Regions from separate parts of the Mus musculus genome. Here regions 1, 2, 3, 4 and 6 are each linked to region 5. Evidence: chromatin contacts called from public Hi-C and HiChIP or PLAC-seq data. All regions are on one chromosome and are shown on one strand. Each heading gives the region's core, a stretch centred on a gene start, on an enhancer-like site or on the middle of the called end of the contact. The rest is flanking DNA. Distances are from core to core; before and after follow the strand shown.

The links. Hi-C and Micro-C count contacts between places; a contact is called where the count stands out from the background. HiChIP or PLAC-seq counts read pairs in DNA pulled down with a chosen protein or histone mark.
Region 1: an H3K4me3 HiChIP or PLAC-seq map of forebrain shows a contact between it and region 5, with 6 times the contacts expected there. The contact joins the enhancer-like site here to the promoter of Celf2 in region 5. A contact is called at or near these places in 1 of 39 promoter capture datasets (hippocampal neurons), 1 of 484 Hi-C or Micro-C datasets (neural progenitor cells), 6 of 115 datasets of contacts at active chromatin or transcription factors (astrocytes, embryonic basal ganglia, embryonic forebrain and 2 more) and 1 of 9 other capture datasets (embryonic stem cells).
Region 2: a Hi-C map of cerebellar granule neurons shows a contact between it and region 5, with 3 times the contacts expected there. The contact joins the enhancer-like site here to the promoter of Celf2 in region 5. A contact is called at or near these places in 1 of 484 Hi-C or Micro-C datasets (cerebellar granule neurons), 6 of 115 datasets of contacts at active chromatin or transcription factors (craniofacial prominence, embryonic basal ganglia, embryonic forebrain and 3 more) and 1 of 9 other capture datasets (macrophages).
Region 3: a Hi-C map of cortical neurons shows a contact between it and region 5, with 2.2 times the contacts expected there. The contact joins the enhancer-like site here to the promoter of Celf2 in region 5. A contact is called at or near these places in 3 of 484 Hi-C or Micro-C datasets (cerebral cortex and cortical neurons), 9 of 115 datasets of contacts at active chromatin or transcription factors (astrocytes, bone marrow-derived dendritic cells, effector CD8 T cells and 6 more) and 2 of 9 other capture datasets (adipose tissue and liver).
Region 4: a contact with region 5 is called in an H3K4me3 HiChIP or PLAC-seq map of forebrain, with 4 times the contacts expected there. The contact joins the enhancer-like site here to the promoter of Celf2 in region 5. A contact is called at or near these places in 2 of 39 promoter capture datasets (the 3T3-L1 cell line and hippocampal neurons), 8 of 484 Hi-C or Micro-C datasets (cerebral cortex, cortical neurons, forebrain and 1 more) and 8 of 115 datasets of contacts at active chromatin or transcription factors (SST interneurons, astrocytes, embryonic forebrain and 5 more).
Region 6: a contact with region 5 is called in an H3K4me3 HiChIP or PLAC-seq map of forebrain, with 7 times the contacts expected there. The contact joins the enhancer-like site here to the promoter of Celf2 in region 5. A contact is called at or near these places in 1 of 39 promoter capture datasets (the C10 cell line), 2 of 484 Hi-C or Micro-C datasets (cerebellar granule neurons and cortical neurons) and 3 of 115 datasets of contacts at active chromatin or transcription factors (VIP interneurons, embryonic forebrain and forebrain).

The regions. Positions count from the first base shown.
Region 1 is chr2:7,309,701-7,313,275 of GRCm38.p6, reverse strand. It overlaps a transcript of Celf2 not described here. Among named protein-coding and RNA genes, the nearest start is that of 5031426D15Rik, 380 kb to the right of the region's middle. Within about 2 kb of position 1,290, at least 38 of the 459 cell types and tissues checked have an H3K27ac peak or open chromatin away from gene starts, as enhancers often do. A contact at or near this core is called in astrocytes, embryonic basal ganglia, forebrain and 1 more, where this site is marked.
Region 2 is chr2:6,487,117-6,490,446 of GRCm38.p6, reverse strand. No RefSeq gene overlaps it. Among named protein-coding and RNA genes, the nearest start is that of Gm52546, 11 kb to the right of the region's middle. Within about 2 kb of position 1,521, at least 12 of the 459 cell types and tissues checked have an H3K27ac peak or open chromatin away from gene starts, as enhancers often do. A contact at or near this core is called in cerebellar granule neurons, where this site is marked.
Region 3 is chr2:6,545,954-6,549,238 of GRCm38.p6, reverse strand. It overlaps Celf2 (CUGBP, Elav-like family member 2), which reads left to right. Exons shown (of 14, transcript NM_001110228.1): 13 at 2,026-2,197. The coding sequence ends at 2,153. Among named protein-coding and RNA genes, the nearest start is that of Gm52546, 70 kb to the right of the region's middle. Within about 2 kb of position 1,933, at least 66 of the 459 cell types and tissues checked have an H3K27ac peak or open chromatin away from gene starts, as enhancers often do. A contact at or near this core is called in adipose tissue, astrocytes, cerebral cortex and 2 more, where this site is marked.
Region 4 is chr2:7,232,953-7,236,339 of GRCm38.p6, reverse strand. It overlaps a transcript of Celf2 not described here. Among named protein-coding and RNA genes, the nearest start is that of 5031426D15Rik, 310 kb to the right of the region's middle. Within about 2 kb of position 1,524, at least 21 of the 459 cell types and tissues checked have an H3K27ac peak or open chromatin away from gene starts, as enhancers often do. A contact at or near this core is called in SST interneurons, cerebral cortex, cortical neurons and 1 more, where this site is marked.
Region 5 is chr2:6,883,532-6,886,617 of GRCm38.p6, reverse strand. Celf2 (CUGBP, Elav-like family member 2) reads left to right here and starts at 1,622. Exons shown (of 14, transcript NM_001110228.1): 1 at 1,622-1,766. The coding sequence starts at 1,660.
Region 6 is chr2:7,349,382-7,352,934 of GRCm38.p6, reverse strand. It overlaps a transcript of Celf2 not described here and the pseudogene Gm24340. Among named protein-coding and RNA genes, the nearest start is that of 5031426D15Rik, 420 kb to the right of the region's middle. Within about 2 kb of position 1,519, at least 8 of the 459 cell types and tissues checked have an H3K27ac peak or open chromatin away from gene starts, as enhancers often do. A contact at or near this core is called in VIP interneurons and forebrain, where this site is marked.

The DNA of each region.
Region 1 (3,575 bases), core at 41-2,540, 430 kb before region 5:
ATAATTCCAGTTCAGTCAATGGGCAAAGAAGAATAACCATTACAGACTCCTTCTTCTCACCATTTTCTCCTAAGTGTAAAGGAATTCTTAGCCTCCCTTCCCTCCACCAGACACCTAAGTAGATGTTTGAATCTATTTTCTGCTATTCACCAACCTAGCTGCAGTAGAAGATTAGTTGAATTGATTGGTTTTTGTTACAGGACAATTAATTATTGGGATGACATTTACCACATGCCTAGGGTGTTATGTTTTAAGTGCACAGTCATCTTCCAGGGCTTTCCTTCCAGTTCATTCAACAAATACGTCCTAACTGCCTTCTTTATCCCAGCCACTGTTTTAGTTGCCAAGACTCTGAGCAGTGTGGAGCCCCCTTTCTTCATGGAGTTACATTTTAGCCCTGAGACATTCTCAATAAATAAGACCAGAAATTAGAACACTGAGTATCTCGACTGAACAGTGGGAAGGAGAACAATAAAGCTAAGGAACTGAATGGTGAGACATGGGAGATGGGACTACTGTCACTGAGGTCTAGGACTAGAACCCAGCACCTAGCTATTGGCTGCCGCCTTCTTGAATTGATCCTTTGTGGCGCCCAGTTAGAGAGTTAGATACAATCTTAACATTAAAGTCAGTGGGAAAAATCTAAGCCGTCTAAAGCTCGTGCTCTAACTTGAATACTCAATAAAGGGATCCAAACACACCAACCAACATTGGTGTAGGCCTGTGCCCAGAATTCCCTTGGAGAATTCCCCAGCTACGAAGGTTGTTAGCAGGGTAGGATTTCAGAGATGCTAGATTTCCAGCAATAATAGCTCTAAAGCAACATCCCCACTCTCTGGTATCACTTTTCTCCATGGCCCCTGTAGCCCAGGGAAAGAGGAAAGATCAGATTTAAATTACTGGTTCTGCAGCCATGCCTGACCTTCCAGCTCTGTGAAGAACCAGACACCATTCCTTCGAAGGATGTTTCCTGGGTCTTAGGAGGTTTTTAGAAATATCTCTGTGTATTGTGTCCTTAATCTTCTCAGCAACTCTTTTGTGCTGTAATTACTTTTGCCTACGATAAAAGCCGAAGCACCCAGAAAATTAAGTCATTTGCCTCAAGTAGTAGTAGAGCTAAGACCTGTACTCCAGCAGTCTGAGTGTAGAACATTCTTTCTAATAGTCATTTTGAGTCTCTCAGGGAACACAGGAAGGTGGCACTTTCATAGGGGAGGTAGGGACTCATTTACTGAACTGCCCACCCGATCCTTAATTCTGAAAGGTTCCTTTGCCCTCTTTCTTTGCCTTCTTTGTGTTCCCTTCCTCCCTGCCCTCCCCTTCCTTTCATTACCAGTTAGGGCATGAATGCCATCTCTCTGTCCCACATTGCTATTGAGATTCTTGCTGTGAAAAACAATCTCCTTCTCAGATTTTCCATTGAGCAATAGCTTTTCCGGGCAAATCGAAACCATAACAGGACAGAATGTAAAGTTTTTCCCTTGGTGTCTTTCCTTCTTATCTCCCCCTCTTAACCTCCAGAGCAGTGATTCTGGATCAGGACCCCTTGGGGGGAATCACATATCTGATAACCAACAATGCTTATCAAACAGTTGCATTATAATTCATAACAGTAGCAAAATTACACTTATGATATAGCAATAAAATAATTTTAGGCCTGGTGGGGGGGGCTCACGACAACATGAGTAACTGTATTAAAGGGTTGTAGCATTAAGGACCTTGAAAACCACTGCCCTAGAAAATGCCAAGGTTAACCTGTAAACATCTAGGAAGCTGCAGTTTCTATCCCCAAGCCCTGGAATGTGTATCACCGAGTCTACAGAGCAAAGAAAGAACCTAATAGAAATCTACCAGCCACCGGGAGAGTAAAGCCTCCCCGTTCCTCCTTGCCCTTTCTAGTCTTTTTCCAAACTACCTCTGTGTTAGACACTTTGCCTATAATGGTCTGGGGCAGGAGGAGGGATGGAAGTTAGAGATGTGTGCAATGAAAATGAGAAGAGAGACCTTAAGATATCATTAAAAACAGGAGGTAGACATAGGATAGAGAGGCCATGGATAACTAATAAAAAAAGTGGTTTTCGACACAACAGAATAATTGTACACATGAAATCACAGTGGCTGCAACAGCATCTACTTGACCCATACGTGCTCAAACCAGACAAAATCTCTGCACAAAGTGGGCAGGTACCCATCAAGTCTCATGCCTAACTGAGGAAGTATTGGTAAGTGATAGCTGCCGGTAGGTGTGAGCCCTGCTATATAGAACATGCTGCAGTGAGTGGCCTAATTCCCAGGATTATAGAGCCAACACTAATTAAGCTCATTGGAAGAGGTTAAAGGAATGAAGGTATAAATGTAGATGAATATAGAATAGGGAGCAGACTTCAGAAGAGTTGGGAAGAATGCTGAATTTTGTAGAGACACAGCATATGCTCCTTTGAAATAACTAATAAGCATATGTATTTAAAAGCAAAACAAAGAGCAAACCAACTAAATAAATAACTACTGTAAGATGGGATTCTTGTACTCCAAAGTCCTTGAAGCTGTTACAGTGTAGGAAGATGCAGTCTATGGAATGTGCTCAATATAAACCTAGAATCAGACAGAGATGACACTGTGACCCTCAAGACACTCAAAACAAGTTAAGTCTCATAATTAAATGCCTTCTAATTATTTATTGTTCTTAGTTGTGGGGGCTTGGGAGAAGTGATGAGGAAATGCTGGTTTAAATGGGAATAGAAGTATTGTTCAGTGCTAGAAGCTTAATTCTGTGCATTGTGTGTGTGTGTGTGTGTTTCCAGTATGTGTGTCTCATTAAGAAGATCAAGTGGAAGTATAGCATAACGTTAGTATATCTTATTTGCATCTCTCCCCTCCTTTGCCCTCTACCTTCTGCCTTCACTGCCTCTGTGTGAAATATGAACCACTTCCAAACAACTTAAACTTGAAGACCTACTTAGTTTCTCAGGCTCATTACCAAGGATTTAAAACTGTTCTATTCATCCAACAACAATGGTTTCCATGGCGATGACTGCAACACATGACATCCCCTGCAGCTCAGCTTAAAAAATGCACCCACAGAAATGGCTGAACATCAACACATTCTCCAGGAAAAAGCAAGGCAGGTCTTCTCTGGCTCTGAGTTTCAGAATTAATAATGAAAAACAATGAAAACTAAAGTAAACCGTGGTTGATTTCTTTGTGCAGTATTGATCTTCCTTCTCTTTTTATGTCCACTCATTGCACTTATGAAGGTATAATTTCCTGTTTAAGCCTCTGGAGTTGCATTGATGTGAAAATCGCCAGGGACAAAGACAAAAGGGTTTGATCATAATTTCCACGACTACTTTTATTAGTTTCTGATCCTTTAATTATCATATTTTGCTCCTTCTCCTGCTCTATGACCAATAATTTTTATTTAATTTAGAGAATCTATACATATTTGTTGGAGTATAATTATGTATATATGTATATATACATAATCATACATCCATAAACATATATAGATGAATATGTATATTTTGGGTGCAAGTGCGAACATGCATGCACACACACATTTTTTTTTCTCTCACAAA
Region 2 (3,330 bases), core at 272-2,771, 400 kb after region 5:
GTGCTTCCTCCCAGGAGGTAACTGCTGGAGGAGACAGAGAGACCGGCTGGCTGTGTGATGCTTACAACTGTCAGAAACCGAGCTGTGGTCCTGCACTGCTCCCTAATGATCCACATGACCTTGCACCTCAGTCTCCAGCTTGCAGACAGGTAGGGGTTGTAGACTGGGCTACGTAGGCTCAAGCATTACTCCAGGAGTCCAGGAGTGTAGGATGAATCCTAGCTGCTCACATTTTCACAAATGCACAAGGCCCACGGAGACTGTGCTTACAGCAACATTGCATAGGGCTTGCGACTCAGCGCCATGTGAGTCTGAGAAGGAGGGACTCTGCCAGGCAACTGCACTTTACTCTCTGGTGCAGAGTTCCAGGAGGGTGTGTGGCTCTGGATAGTTTGGCCACCACTGGGCTCATCCTATCTCCACTTGGTTGGCGTGGAGCTAGATGGCTTTGGTGGTTGATGTCTGGCCAGAGGTAAGAGGCTGATTTCATGGACTCTAGACAATCCCAAGATCAGGAAAAGCATCACATTAAATCCCAAGTAGAGTCGGTAAGACCTGAGTTCAGATCTCCAGAGCCTACATAAGAAGGGCACAGTGATATATACCCATGATCCCTCCTTTAAGGAGGTAAAGAGAGGAGGGTCCCTGGGGTTTGTGGGCTAGTCAGCCTGCCAAATAGATGAGTTCGTGGTTCATTGACATACCCTAAAGCAAAACCTGAGTTGGAGAGCAATTGAAGAAGACAACCAACCTCAATCTCTGGCTTCCACATGCTCATGCAAGCATAGTCTCTCACACACACCATACATACACACCACACACATGCACATACATGCACACCACACACACACACATACATACCATACCCCCCCACACACACACATGCACACACGTACACACAAGCACACACACATATATACCCTCATACATATACACATGCACACCACACACACATACATACCACACCACACACACACATGCACACACATACCCACAAGCACACACACATATATACCCTCATACATATACACATGCACACCACACATACACCACACACACACATACATACCACACCACACACACACATGCACACACATAAACACAAGCACACACACATATATACCCTCATACATATACACATACACACCACACACATATACATACCACACCACACACACACATACATACCATACCACACACATACACACAAGCACACACACTTATATACCCTCACACATACACATACCACACACACTCATAGCATTCATATACATATACATGCACACATACATAAACACATGCACACACATACACATTCATACCACTCATACACACATAACACACATATACATACACACATATAGTACATGTATAACACACATATACACATGCATATGCATCCATATATACACACACAGAGAAGAGACTTCTCTGGAATCTATTTTGGATAGTGCACACAGTCAGCCTACGCAGCAGCAGATGGGCCCTGGCTCAGAACACCTCGCTTGTTGAATGCTTTCATTCATCGCTCTGCCCTAAGTGGGAGACAACTGCAAAGAGAGGCCTCCCAGCAACTCCTGGTCCCATCTGCCCAAAGCAGCCATTGACAGCCCCTGGCCCCCACAGTGGGAACGTGGGAACGTCACCAGGACCTTCTGAAATTCATGTCTGCCAAGCCCATTCTGGCTCTGACTCTATTTCACGAGCCAGCTTCGAGAAGCATGCTGTCGGCACATGCTCCACTGAAAGCTGATTTCCAAAGTAAACGCAATGAGAACAGTATCCAGGTGAGCCCGCAGAGGAAGCTGGGCACGGGGATGTGTCCAAGGTGGTGGCCATTTGGTCTCAGTAGCAACAGCGCCGCAGCATGGGAAGCTGTTTGTTCCCAAACCTGAGCAGAGGGAGGATTCCAAAGGGACCTGGACCTTCCGGCCACCTGCTCCCTGCCATGTACATGAGGTTTGCCCGAGCTTGCTGCCTTGCAGGTCCTGTCCCATAGGCTCTCAAAGCAGGATGGTCTCCGCCCTCAGTTCCCGTTCTAGCCAGGAGCCCCGCAAGATATGCTCACTTCCAAGGGAGAGTGCAAGGGACCAAGAAAATGTAGGAAGGGCCCTCTGAACTCTTCTCTGCCCTGAGACCTGCTGTCCTTTGATTTTGAGAAGAGGATTTGGAAGCCAAATCACGGCTCAGGTGACCATGGACATAGATCTCTATTCTGCTGGGGCCGTAGCTGGTCATGGGTAAAGATGGCAATCATGATACCCCATGAGGGCCAAGGCTGCCCAACAGTGTGGCCATCTGTCCACACTCTGCTTTAACTATGGCTTGTTGGGGAAATGAACTGCATAATGACTAAGTCTCTGCCATGAGAGGGACTGGAGCTCCTATGTGGAGTTTGCCCCAGGGACACAGGGGACAGTGGGAAAGGCTAAGTACAACCTGTGCCTATTAGTGTACTCAGGAAAGGAGGCCAGGGCTGGCCCTGGAGAGCCCAGAGAAGTGACTGCTTCTGCCTGTGGGGATCCAGAACGATTCACAGAGTAGGTGACATTGGGACACTGAGCAGATCATTAAGAATTGGCAGACAGTCTTCCCAGATGGGCTGAGAACATCTCTCAGCTCCCCCGGGCAGCTCCCCTGCAGTTGGGACCTGGCTCTTCGGGAACTGGGGTCCTGCCAGGCCACTTTGTTGGTAGCTCCCTGATGAGAGGTGAATAGCTCAGATTCAGATGTGTACCCTCATCTTCCCTACACTTCCTGCCCTGGCCAGAGCTCTGATTCATTAGTCCTTGTCTTCTGTCTTCCTGCACACACCGCTTCTCATCTGTAAGATGCCTCCTGCACACACTGCTTCTCATCTGTAAGATGCCTCCTGCACACACTGCTTCTCATCTGTAAGATGCCTCCTGCACACACTGCTTCTCATCTGTAAGATGCCTCCTGCACACACTGCTTCTCATCTGTAAGATGCCTCCTGCACACACTGCTTCTCAGTCTCCACTGCAGGGAAACTGGTGCACACATAGGCCTTTAATTTGATTTTGGTTCAGTTTGTTTTCTCATCACTAGTGAGGGAACCCAGGCCTTCATGCATGTCAGTGCCTCAGGGTTTTACTGCTGTGAACAGACACCATGACCAAGGCAACTCTTATAAGAACAACATTTAATTGGGGCTGGCTTACAGGTTCAGAGGTTCAGTCCATTATCATCAAGGCAGGAACATCATGCAGCCATGGTGCAGGAGAAGCTGAGAGTTCTACATCTTCATCTGAAGGCTTCTAGCAGAATACTGGCTTCCAGACAGTTAGGATGAGGGCCCACACCCACAGT
Region 3 (3,285 bases), core at 684-3,183, 340 kb after region 5:
TTTTAACACAGTAATGAAAACTCATGTCCTGATGTTTCTGTACCAGAACAGAACTTGTTAAATCCATGACATCTTTGTCTGACTGATTTAGCCCCCATAGAAGTTAAGAACCCAGGGTATTCAGAGCCTTGTTTAGCAAGCTCTAGCTCAGAGAGTGTCACAGTATTTTGCAAATATCACTCGTACAATTTAATAGTTCACATTGTGGGAGGCAGTACATTTTATTAAATAATATATGGGCCAAAAGATATAGGAATGTATGTACTACAAAGAAAAATATCTAAAGTAGGGTGGTTCTCAAATAGCTGGAAATTCAGACTTTATTTGGCTGACTGCTAGCTAATGTTTTGGTTCATACAGCTCTGCTGCTAGGCTCTTCCATCATCCAGGAAGGTCTATACCTCAGGGATTAGAAGAATTAATGCAGCACCCATTTCTGGAAAGTCAGCTTTTACTCTAGGAGAAAGGCTGTCAGCCTGACCCACTGCACTGCTGTGGTAGGACTGTTAAGATCCCTCTGTAACAGCTGAGGAGCAACATGGAAACCAAGCGGTCACATGGGGTATATGCACGTGAGAGCCACAGCTCGCCTTTGGAAAGGCTTCCTGTGCAGGCCTTTAGACTGACATTTTTCATAGCTACATAACTGTTCTCAGTTTATTTGGAGGCTAAAAGCGACTATACCACAAGGTATTTGTGATTTGAGGAAACATTACTTTAAAAAGAGATTTTGTCAGTCTACTTAACCAATATGTTCCAATAATACACACTGTGGCTGTGAGAATCAGGGATGTATTTTCAGTTTGTCTTAAAAGCTTTGCCTCCCGGGTTTCTTGGTGAGCGAGTACAGTCTTAGTGCCCGGGGTTAGTTACGGAGTTGCTACCCATCCTTCCGTTCATGTCACTCCTGACCCATCCCATTCTCCAATCATCTTACCGCTTCTACCCAAGACCCTGAGAGAAGGAGTCACACCAGATGAAAGTCTTGGATCTGAGGTTACTTTTACTGGGAATTAGACTTAAGTAAAAATGTAAACAATAATTTTTGCAATTCAGCCTACCTATGAAAAGATTTCCTGCCTTTTTATCAGCTGAGAACTCTGCTCAAAGAAGGTTTATGCCCTTTGCCCCCTCCACTGGTTTGTAAAAGAATTTTCTCTTTAGCTTTAAACTGTAATGGTAGTAGATAGGTGAAGATGCTAGGATCTTCCAAATTGCTGGTGTTTGGAGTGAAACTCAATCTATGGGATAGCTCCCTGTCGCCACTCAAAATCATGAAAAGCTCACCACTTGCCTCAGCAATGCTGGTACTCCTGACTTGCCTCCTACTCTGTTAAGACAACCGCAACCACAATTCTCTCCTCCTGACTCTTTGTAGGATATCATTCGTTTTTGTTCAAAAGCAGGCATGCCCTGTCTGTGTGATGGCGGCTTAGTGTTGCAGATACAAATAACTGGGATATGCAGAGACTCCGACTAAGCCCTGAGACAAAGAGAAAGGCATGTGGCCTTTCCCTCCGTTTGTCTGAAGAGTAATTCCGAAACGTTAAGCAGCTAGTATAGATTATTCTCACTCAGTTAAGTCAGTGGTTGACTCATCTTGACGCAGCCAGCCCTGTGTAGACTGTCTAGGAGTATCTATAGTACTCACTCTCTTCTGAGGATTTTTTCCAAAGGACCCCTGGCGGGAGTTGGGGTGTGGTAAAACAAACAGGTGTGACTTCAAAGCACTGCATAGAGGGACGGAGTTCACTAGAGAGACTTAGCTGTAGTTCTGTGGGGAGGCTTCTGTCCTCCATGGAACTAGCTCTTTCATTACTTCCCAGTTGGCATGCCCACTGCTGTCCATGGTGCCTGCATGGGACAGTATAAACCTAGCAAAGCCCAGCTCAGATCCTAGGCCGGGCACCTCTCAGCATTGCAGTCACACTGCCGGCCAGCAGCAGGCCAGCCCCGCCAGCCCTGTTTTCCGCTTGGCTTCCCCTTCACTCTGACCTCCCTACCTCCTTCCCCTTTGTTTTCCAGGTTTTGTTAGCTATGACAATCCAGTCTCTGCACAAGCTGCAATCCAGGCTATGAACGGCTTTCAGATCGGCATGAAACGCTTGAAGGTGCAGCTGAAACGCTCCAAAAACGACAGCAAACCTTACTGATCCTAACCCCAGAAGCTCCCTGCTCTTATTTTAGCTTTCTTAGGGTAAGTCCCACAAGCCAGCCTGTTCTGAACAGGGAAGGCAGAGGAGGGACCACGATGCCAACTTTTACCAAGAGAGACGGTTATTTTTACAATAAGGCCTCCATTTCTTCCACTCACACCCCACCCAATCTGCCATAATTAAAACCTGGGCTACCTTGTTTTTATTGAGTAAACCCCTCCTCCGGTTGTGCCACTGTATTCTCTTTGTTTGCAATTTGAATATCCTTACTCTTTTAAAAAAAATTGTTTTGCTTTTTTAAAGAAAAACATATAAACAAGTAAATGACATCTTGAGAATGTGAAAGGCAAGCAAACACTAATGTGCAGTTCTAACTCTGAACCACTGGTGCCCCGAGAGCACTGCCTGGAGAACTCACCCTCCTGCCCGCCCGCCCGCCCGCCCGCCCGCCCCTCAGAGGGCCCCACGGTTAGAGATGATGTGGTGGCCCAGCAGAGGGAGAAGCCAGGAGAAGCACTTAAAACTCCACAAAACACCCTCCCACTACATTGGTTTCTTTTAATATAAGTAGGATTTTATTTTAGGGTTCAAAGAAACATGACATTTATTGGTCAGATTATTACACTGGTTGTCTATTTTGTTATTGTTTTATTTTTGTTTTTAGAAAGGATTAATGTAAAAAAAAAAGATTTAGAGATCTGTTTCTTAAAGCTACAGGGTTTAAAAATAAAATAAAAATGAGTGAAAATACTTGATGTTTCTTGAAAGATAAATTTAATAATAAATAAATACATAAATAATACATAAATAAAAAAGAAAGCCACAGGCCTGTAAATTTTATTTGTAAAAAAGCATTTCTATTTTTATACAAAATTTTTACTGCCTCAGAAATACTGGAAGCTATTTATTGCCTATTGTTAACTTATTGGGTATCTAAGAGCAGTTCTCTGTCTAGCTGGAACCTTCTGAAGTAGTCTCCAGAGGAATTGTTCTAGGAATGGGCTTTTTTCACCGTTGAACCCTAGACCTAAAGTTCATGCTTTTCCCTCTTGTCGTTTGTATTTGTCTGATTATTTTGTTTGTAATTTCCATTATCTAGTTTACGATTCAGTTGTCTTGACTTCCCCAT
Region 4 (3,387 bases), core at 275-2,774, 350 kb before region 5:
GCTTATAAACCACGCTGCTGTTACTGAGAACTCTCTTCAGCATGATTGAGTAAATTGTCCCACGGGCTTTAAATTGCTCTAGATCTGGAACACCTAGGAGAACCTACCAATTGATTTTGACCTCTTTTTAAAATTTCACCTTCTTAAATTTAATTCACACTCTCTTTATATCATTTGGGATAAATATCTTTCTATGCCTTCTGCTACATAAACTGTACATTGTTATTACTCTAACTGTGTTCTCTGTGGATTGCTTAGATACTTTAAGCAATACTTTAAGAGTAGCCATTCTTGCTTATAAAAGGAACAGTGTGTGTGTTTGAAGTTAACTGCTTTCCAGGGAGAATGTTGGAAAGACTCATGTCCTCCATATTGGAAAATGAATTGAAGGTACATGGTTTAGAAATCTGGATACTGCAAAAGATGCCTTAACATTCACCAGGTCTTTGCTTAAGCAAGCCATTAGGAAGCACAACTGAGGAAGAAAAATTGCCTTCCATAAGACTGTTAAACAAGAACATTAGTCGTTTCATCCCTCAAAGAGTTTTAGTTGACTATTCACTACTGATGAATCCTACTTACTATATTATTCAATGTGCTCTCATTTTATAAGTTAGATGATAAAGGAATAACAGAATAATTATATGCCAACCAAGATACTCCATCTGCCTTTGTTTGTTCTTTTTCTCCTAGCCCATCGCCCACTTTCCCCAAATGCTTCCTCTAATGCAGTAATTTTGCTTTAGCACAGACCTATGATTTTAATCAGTCCATCTGTGTCATTCTGTGTGGGGGAAGGAATTGAATAATCTGTGCTTGTTCAGTTCACATCTTCAGTGTGAGGGTGTATCCACAAACACACAGCGCCTTACAGAAGCACACTGAGCAATTGCAAAGACAGTCCCAGCATCCTCAGTCTTCACCAACTTGGTCTTTTTTTTTTTCTTTCATTATGTTAGATATTAGACCAGAAGTAGTATGCCATCTGGGTAGAAAATAACCCTGATATACCCACCATCTTGATTGACGCATACTAGGGTCTCTAAGCAATGGTGACTGGTCCCCTAACTGTAAAGAGTCAGAAGCCAAACACGTGGAGCCCCTTTCCTCATTATAGTGACAGGACTCAAGTGACTAGTCAAAACCAGATCTTCTGTAGTAATTAAAGTAGGGCTTCATTAAGAAGTCAAATTTGAACAAGGGCAAGTGTGGAACCTGTTAATAACATCAGAAGGTCTTATGGGTTAGGTGACAGATTAACAAGGATGGGCTAGATGGCATGGGGGGTGAATTAACTAATATCTGCTAGTGGTTACAGCAAATTCAACACCTTAGAATTATTGACTATGAAACTGCAGAAAATATAACTGCAGGTAGACCAGGCAAAGGTGAAAATTCTAACTAAGATTTCAAACAGATGGCTCCCACTTTCCCCATACCTCTCATTCTCTGCACTTGTGAAGGAGCTGTGGAGTTCACAAAGTGTACATTTTTGTGCCTCATTAGATAAAATGTGATGTCACAGAGTGACAGTTGCCAGGGGAGCTCTAATTTGGAACTGCCAACGTTAGACACCCTACGACTCGCGACCGTGGTACCGCATTGAACTTTTCTCACTGAATGTCTTTTAGAAAGAGAGAGAAAACAGCTGTGAACATCCATTCAAATACCTACTCATCATGTTTTATTCCTATGAGTAATCACTTTCAGGTTCAGCCTGACATTTGGAACTTTTTTTTTTTTTTCTAAACGGAAGACTTTAAATTAGCACAGACACCTTTTCTCATTAGAAACAGAGCCAAACTCTTGGTGAGCTTGAGCAAGCAGGATGATAGCTAAAGAAAACACTCATCACAACATGTGATTGCATTTTGAAATTGTCCTTTGGACCTGGTGGTCTTTATATACAGAAGTGACTCAAAGGGCTCAGGACTCATTCATTGTGCTGGTTAGTTCTGTGTCAGACGAACACAAATAGAGAGTCAGGTTGGAAGATGGAGCCTACATTGAGAAAACACCTTCATCATATTTGGCTGTAGACAAGATCCTTGAGGGTATTTTCTTCTGACTTAATAATTGATTTGAGGAGGTCCAGCCTACTGTGGGCAGTGCCTTTCATGGGCTTGGGCATGATAAAAATGCAATCCTGGCACGCTGTGAGAAACAATTAGGTAAGGAATGTTCCTTAGAGCCCTCTGCTCCAGTTCCTGCCTCTAGCTTCTTGCCTTGACTTCTTGCTTAGACTTCCCTCTATAATGGACTGTGACAACTGGGAAATAGATGCTGAAATATACCCTTTTATCCCCAAGATGCTTTTAGTCATGGTGTTTATCACAGCAACAGAAAGCACACTAGGACTTTTGCCATCCCTGTTCCCAAAATCTTACCTCAAAGCTGTTACCAGAGGCCATGGCACTTAGAAATGTTCCCTTAAAAAATTCTAGAAGCTCTCCAAAAGCAAGGAAAAATAGCATTGATGCCAGCACCAGCCATTCTGATGGTAAATAGCTTAAAGCATCACAATATACTTACATATACTTAAGATGTTAAAACACTGGCAGGAAAATATGTTTTGAAGAAAATTTGGAACTGTAGGATTCGGGGATGTAAGCAGAGATGTTGGTGACTCACTCCCCATCCTTTTCCTTTTTGGAAGAATATCCACATTTAACTTTCAGGCCCTCCTCAAGGTTTTCAGTATGGCACAGGTGGAATTCTTCCACTAGTGGGAGAGTACTAGTCTGTAACATAGAATAATGAAAAATGGGGAGAGTGTTGAGCAAAATTTCTAAATTCTGGCCAAACCTCTGATGCAGTGTAAGTGAGAAGCAGTGGGTGGGGACCTGCATCCCTTCCTAGGAGTGAAAGGCTGTGCTGCACATTTTAGAATCGCAGTTTACTTGAAGCATGGAAAGATACTGACAAAACATATTTGCTGGTGTTGTCATGAGAAGCCGCAGGGATTACGGTGAGATGCTTTGCACCAACCGTGCTTCCCATACAAGTAGCCTTCCTGTTTGTTGTTTTTGTCCCAGCAAGGCTTCCTTCCCCAGGCTCCTATCTTTGCTCTCAGGTGCCACAGATGTTTAGGCAGGCTTCATTCTCAAAGCTAAACAAAAATTAAAGAAATTAATATTTTAGACTCTACTCAAGACTAATATGAACCAAAATTTCTGCCATATGGAGCAAAGGACATGGTACCTTTTCCCTACCTAGAGATGTCAATATGGATGCTGACAGGTAGAGGATAAAATGGGTTTTATATCCCTCTACTCCCTTTTAAGTGGCTTCTACCTGACTCCTCCAGCAGTTCTGGTGCTGTTCACAGCCAAAGATATCTAGAAGCTTCACCTTGTAGATTATGTGAGCACAATTCCATTTTTAACA
Region 5 (3,086 bases), core at 373-2,872:
CAAGGTCATTCCTTCTCATATGTTCACTTGGTGATTTTCATATCGTGTAATGAAGCAAAGACCTGGGATGATGGAGTTGTCCTTAAGATGAGGCTCTTGTTTTGGGACTTGATCTTTGTCAAGTGGTTTGCCATGTCTTAGTGATGTGTAGAAATGGGAATGGCAGTTGTCTATCCTTTCTTTGTTTCCATAGTCTAGGATGCACCAGTCAGGAATGTTGTGTAGCAGAGCCTGAGGAACTCTTCCCTCTACACTCTCCCCAGATCTCCCGACTGTGGATAAGACCAAGTTCAAAAGTCAGAGATCTTACAAGATACTGGGTATATTATTTAAGGTCCTCAAATATGGGGGAGAACAAAACCCACCATCATTTTCTTCACTCTTAGTCCCGGTTATATTTCAAGTCCAGAATTTTACTAGGAAAGATACACTTTGTGCCGATATAGGATGGGGTGAGCATTCAGGATTCACACCAGTCTTTGTTGACTCAGGTCTGTTTTGAAATGTTCTAGGTTATTCCATAGAAAGTGAGGGTTTTCCCAACTTCCAAGGTCAGTGTGCATCCCCTGGAGTGACGTCCGAACTTGCCCTTTTGGATGACTATGTGTGCAGTCCATAGAGTTCTCTCTCTCTCTCTCTCTCTCTCTCTCTCTCTCTCTCTCTCTCTCTCTGTGTGTGTGTGTGTGTGTGTGTGTGTGTGTGTGTGTGTGTGTGCTTAACTTACTGTTTGACTTCCTAGTTATTTATGGAATGATTCCTACTCAAAGAAACAGAAAGGGGAATGTGTATTTTCTCTGGTCCACTTTATGTTCAAAGGCTCAAGAATATAGTGAAGCAGAGTAGCAAATTTTCTTGTTTTGGGGAAAAAAAGCCACTCATTAGCCTTTCAGGAATGAAGCTGCTGTATCTGTCAATTACGCATTCAGTGCGACCAAACAATCTTTGTGTTGCCTGCTGGCTTTGATGCCTGGATTCTGGTGAATGAAGCTCTTAATTTATAAGAACTCTGGCATACAGAGAGTTAAAACACTTCCCAGTTTCTTAGCCTCTGTTCTCTGCATCTATGGTCCAGGGTGAGGCTGAGGGTCTTGACCTTGTCACTCTTTCTAAGGACAAGAGGAGAGGAACAGATGAATCCAACTGTGAATGCAGTGTCCCAGAAAAGAGAGGCAAAAATCCTTTTGAGCACACTGACCTGTTCAAATCTCAGTCCTCTGGGATGCTCTGCTGATAGTTGATAGTGAACTGTGCTGTGAGATTGGTTTTGCTAACATACACACACACACACACACACACACACACACACACACACACACACACATATATATATATATGAAATCACATGTCACTGAGTTGCTTAAAATCTTCCCAGTTTTTAAGATGGTAATTAGGAGATCCAATGCCAGGCTTGAGTGCATGCAAACAAGCTCTCTCTAGAAGACACAGCACACCAGTGCAAAAACATGCCTAGATAACATAACTTGTCGGAGAGGATTATTTCTTCCCAGTGAGTCTGCAGGAGCCCTTTTCTGTACTATTCAGCATTTGAGAGGAGAGAGGGAGAGAGAGAGAGAGAGAGAGAGAGAGAGAGAGAGAGAGAGAGAGAGAGAGAGAGAGAGAGGAGAGGGGGCGCATTAGTGAATAGCGACTGTGGCATTGATGTTTGAGCGCACTTCTGAACTGGCTTTTGTTGAGACTATCAGTGTAGAAAGCATGCGCTGTCCCAAATCCGCTGTTACTATGAGAAATGAGGAGCTGCTTTTAAGGTATGTTGTTGGGTCCTTTGTTTTTAACATAGGCTTTTCTAGTTTTGAGAGCTGGTGGAGACGCCAATCTTGCCCTGAATCAAGCAGCTTCCTTATCTTAGAAGAGAAAGAGAGAGAAAAAAGAATCTAAACAGAGAGAGGGAAATGAAATTGAGACCAAGAGATTGGGAGGGAGAGCGAGCAAGCCAGGGAGAGAAAGGAGAAGGACTGCTGTGAGGGAGTTGTGTGTGTACTAGTTGTCTTTTGAAAGCAGACCATGCATTTGCTCCCCGCTACCTATGAGCAGCCAGTGGATGTTTTAAGGGTTCCGAATCTGGCTGTTGGTTCGTCTTTTCCTTTGCAATGTCTAAGCCTCTTTCATTATTATGCACTCTGCATGGAATAATCATCGAAAAAGGAGCTGAGGAGACTCCATATTAGACTTGCGTTCCAAATACCACTCTAATCTGGACTTAGACACCTAAATAGTCCTCTCGTGTTATCAGGTTTGGATCACTTTATCCTGCTTGCCAAAATGTGTACCTGTTTGGAGACCTCTGTTCATGCATGGCGTCCTGGGTCCTCTTGTGCGGGAAAGCAGATACCTGCTTCCTGCATGGGTGGTGGGGTTCTATCATAGACCGAGAAGGAGACACAGCTGACCTTTTGGGAAGCGGAGAGAGAATTATGATAGAATTGGCATCCTGCTTTTAAAAATGCAGTCTTTTGTTTATTTGCTAGCAGACATTGTAGCACTGAATACATCTTTGGGTCTGACAATGGGACCGGTGGAACAATGGAGCTGTCAAACTAGCTTAATGCATGTCTGGGGCTGGTTTTCTGTTTGTTTGTTTTTTTTTTCCAGCACCCCCTTTTATCTCCTATAATCTTGTTGTGTGGACTATCAGAGGGAAGCTTTGGGTCTGCTTATTTGTGGTTTTATGCTTTTAAAAATTTATTATCTGCCGTTCTCAGAGCTTTTTGCATTTTGCAGTTATGTTGGCTGGATTAAGTTAGAGATTTATGGCTTGCCTCTCTGTTAACTACAGAAAGAAAACTTATTGATTGAGGATGCTTGTAATACTATTATCATTGTGGCAAATGCCTTGTTGATCAGACCTGCTTCTACAGTATTTACCGCCGAGGATTTTAAATGCTCCCTTTTTTTGGACCTAGGGAATGTAGCATAAAAGAGAAGTTAAGAAGGACATACTTAATGCTCAAGTAATCAGTATTCCTAGTTTTTAGCTTCCCCTTTGGCATCCACAGACAAGCAGTTTAGAAATCCAAGAATAAGAACTTTTGCCTTTCCAATTTTGGTCACCAACTATTGTTCTGTTA
Region 6 (3,553 bases), core at 270-2,769, 470 kb before region 5:
AAAGTAATTTAGGTGAGCAAAGTCTAGATTTCTTCTCTTGCCAGAGGCTCTTCCATCAGCCATTGCCTCTGCAAATACCCCAGAGCTATCCACTCCTGATGGATTGTTGAAGGTTTCATTCATATTCTTTGTTAAGTACACAGAATTCCTGAGGGCTTTGGAAGATATTATCCTGGGATCCTCAGGGAATGTATGCAAAATAAAGTTTTAAATTGTGTTTGTTCTAGAATGAGATGGGTCACTCAGCTCAGAGTGATGGAAATGGGGAAGTTTCCAGAAAGAACTGACCCTGAAGTGTAGCTAGTTATCATCTATGATCTATTCATAGAACTTATTCTCAGAATAGGCAGGTCCATAATTGACCTATTGAATGCTGATACCCACTGGGCCAAGTATCTTTTCTTGTGTGTATGTTGATGCATCGCTTGTGTGTGTGTTCTAGTATATGTGTTCAGGTCACATTAGTACATGAACACACGTGAGGCCAGATGTAAAAACTCAGCTAGCATCTGCAGTTTGTTTTGTTTTTGATGCTAGATCTCAGTGGGGGTTGGGACTCACTAACAATCCCTCTGCAGAAATCTGGCTGTCTACGTACCAAGGGCCAGGGTTACAAGCGTTTGCAGCCACACCAGGGTTCTATTTTGTTTTGGGGTTTTGGGGTGGGGGCTGGGAGGGTCTGGGGATTGAACTAACTTCCTCACGCTTGCAAAGCCAGCACTTGACATGAGTATTCCTTTCTATGCGAGCAGTAGCTTCTGAGGCGCTTCTGCGTAACGAACGAGGACCGGAAGATACAGAAACAACGCAGACATGACACCTGCTTACACGTGCAGGAAAGTAGGCAGCTCAAGTAGAACAGCGATTATGGGATTTTTGGAACGTTCCTGTTCAAGAAAGCCTAGTGAAAGCAAAGACCGAGGACGTGCCTCAGTCCTCGAGGCTGAGAGGCGATCAGTCAGGCACAACTCTGAAACCCACTGGCCATATAGTCCAGCAGAATTGAAGAGCCTTAGGTTTGCTGAGAGACCCCGTCTCAGAAACTAAACATGGAAGATGGATGGCATCGTAGAAAGACATCTACTGCCTTCCACTAGACATGCATATGTATGGATACCTGCCCACACATGTACACAGACACCCTCACTAACAACTGCATATACTACACACAACAGCAGCACACATTGAGAGGCTAAGGGGAGATGCTGGAGGAAGGCTGTGGATCACCACCAGGGGCGATTCTTATATGGTTGGAAATAGTAGGGAAGAAGGGCATTGGTGACATGTTTCCCAGTTCCTTCTTCAAAGAAACCAATTAGAGTTAGCGAGATCTGTCACTTAAGCCCCAAACCATGGAACACAGAGCATGGGTGCCAAGTCCTGAATTGCTATGAGGTCACTATGTGTTGCGATTCAAATTGTTGCTCCCAATCAATCTTTCCCTCAATTTCCTCATCAGCCAACTCGGGATAACCTCCGTGTGACTCGCAAAGCACAGCTAATTAACATTTATGACAAATGAGGAATTACATAACAGGTTATGTAAATGCATAATAGCAGGCAGAACCAAGCTGCCTTGCCTGTAGCATTTGACTTGAAAAAAGATCTGAAGAGACAAAGGAAATAAGAGGAACCAAATATGGTGCAGAGATAAATTTAAAAAAAAAATCAATAGGCAAAAATGAAGATGCTGTTAAGGACTGGGTCCTGTACAAGTGAACTCCCTCTCCCCCAGGGCTATATGTAGTTATGATGAACTCTATGATGATATATAAATTATATTTTATAATCATCATGTCAAACTCTCGTAGTTGTGTCTGCATTTGCAATGCATCCACTACCTGAGAGGACTCATGAAGTCAGGCTGTTATGAAAAGCATGGAAACCCATGGTAACTCACCCCTGAGGTCATGCCCTTGTCTACCTTGCTGAGCCTAAAGGTCATTCACTTAAAACCTGGCTATCTTCCAACGTAATTCTCATCGGGCCATGCATGACCGTTGAGTATTTTTATTTAACAATTAAGAAAAACAAGTGTGAGTCAATCTGATACTAAAACAAAAAAAGAAATCAAATGACCTTGAGGAAGTAAAAAGAATGACTTGAATTCAAGGAACTCTTTTGAGCTTCCTGTCCTACTGTGCCTCACTAATACTCTGTTATTATCACTGTTTACTTTGCTCTAAGGAGGGGAGTTGTTGCTGAGAATCCAGGACTCCTCAAGGTCACGGCAGTAAACAAGCTAAGTGGGAAAGATTTGCAGTGATATACAGGAGATTCATGTCTACTCGTGCCTACTCATGTCTCCTGTTTTAGCAGTTCATATCACCAATTTTTTAACCCCTCTCTCTCTCTCTCTCTTTCACACATGAGAGAGAGAGAGAGAACTAGAGGTCAGAGGTCAACATCTGGTGTCATTCATAAGATGCTGTCAATCTGTCCATCTTGTTCCCTTGTTTTTCTGAGATTGTATGCTTCTTTCCCTTGGCCTGAATCTTGCTGATTGTATTGGGGTGGCCAGTAGGTCAATAACCTGTCTGTCTCTACCTAGTCAGCACTGGGACTATAATGCACCATGCTGTTGCACAGGGTCTGGAAATTGAACTCGGGTCCTTATATTTGCATGGCGAGCACTTTACCAAGCTACCTCCCCAGCTACTCTGAGTTTTGATCAGTCACCTTACTAGACCCCTCCTAGGACATGTGAGTGCTGAGGTTTACATCGTGTTGTTCTTTTCTTCCCTATTACAGAATGCTTTATGAATCTGTATGTCATCCTTGTGCAGGGGCCATGCTAATCTCTGTATTGTTCCAATTTTAGTATATGTATAAGTATCCATTGTATCATTCTTATTCTCTTTGAGCATCTCTGAAGTGGAGAAGCATTCTAACTGATGTCAGGTACTCCTGCTTGGCTATCAATGGAATAATGGTATGTCTGAACAGCCACGGATCTTAGAGTACATAGACAGAGAAGATAACAGCTCTGGCAAGAATAAGGATGTATAGTAAAGGCATGGAAACAGTGTGTAGTCATGTTATCAGCTGGAGAAGTCACATCCTGCAAGGAATCCATCAGGAAATGGGAATGTCCTAGGTGGTAAAAAATAAAACTACCCCTGCATGGTGGTTGTGAATTACAAGAGGAATGACTCCTCTAAATTCATGTGAACACTTGGTCCCCAGTTGGCAGTGCTATTTTGGGAGATTATGGAACCCTTAGTTCATTGAGTATTGGTGGAGAGAGTGAGTCACGAGAGTAGATATTGAAAATCTCTAACCTCATCCCCCTTTCCAGTTCACTCTCTCATATTCCTGTGTGTGCTTGAGATGAGATCTCTCCACTTCCTGCCTCTGCAGCTAGGCCTTCTTCACAATTATGGACATCTAGTCCTCTGCAACCATAAGTCAAAATAAAACTCTTACATATGTTGCGTTGGATGGTAGCATTTTATTACAGCTACAGGTGTAGCTGACAGCGTGTGTACACATGTAGTTCCAGTGTTCTGGAGGCTGAGGCAGAAAGATGGCAAATTCAAATCTAGACTGGAAT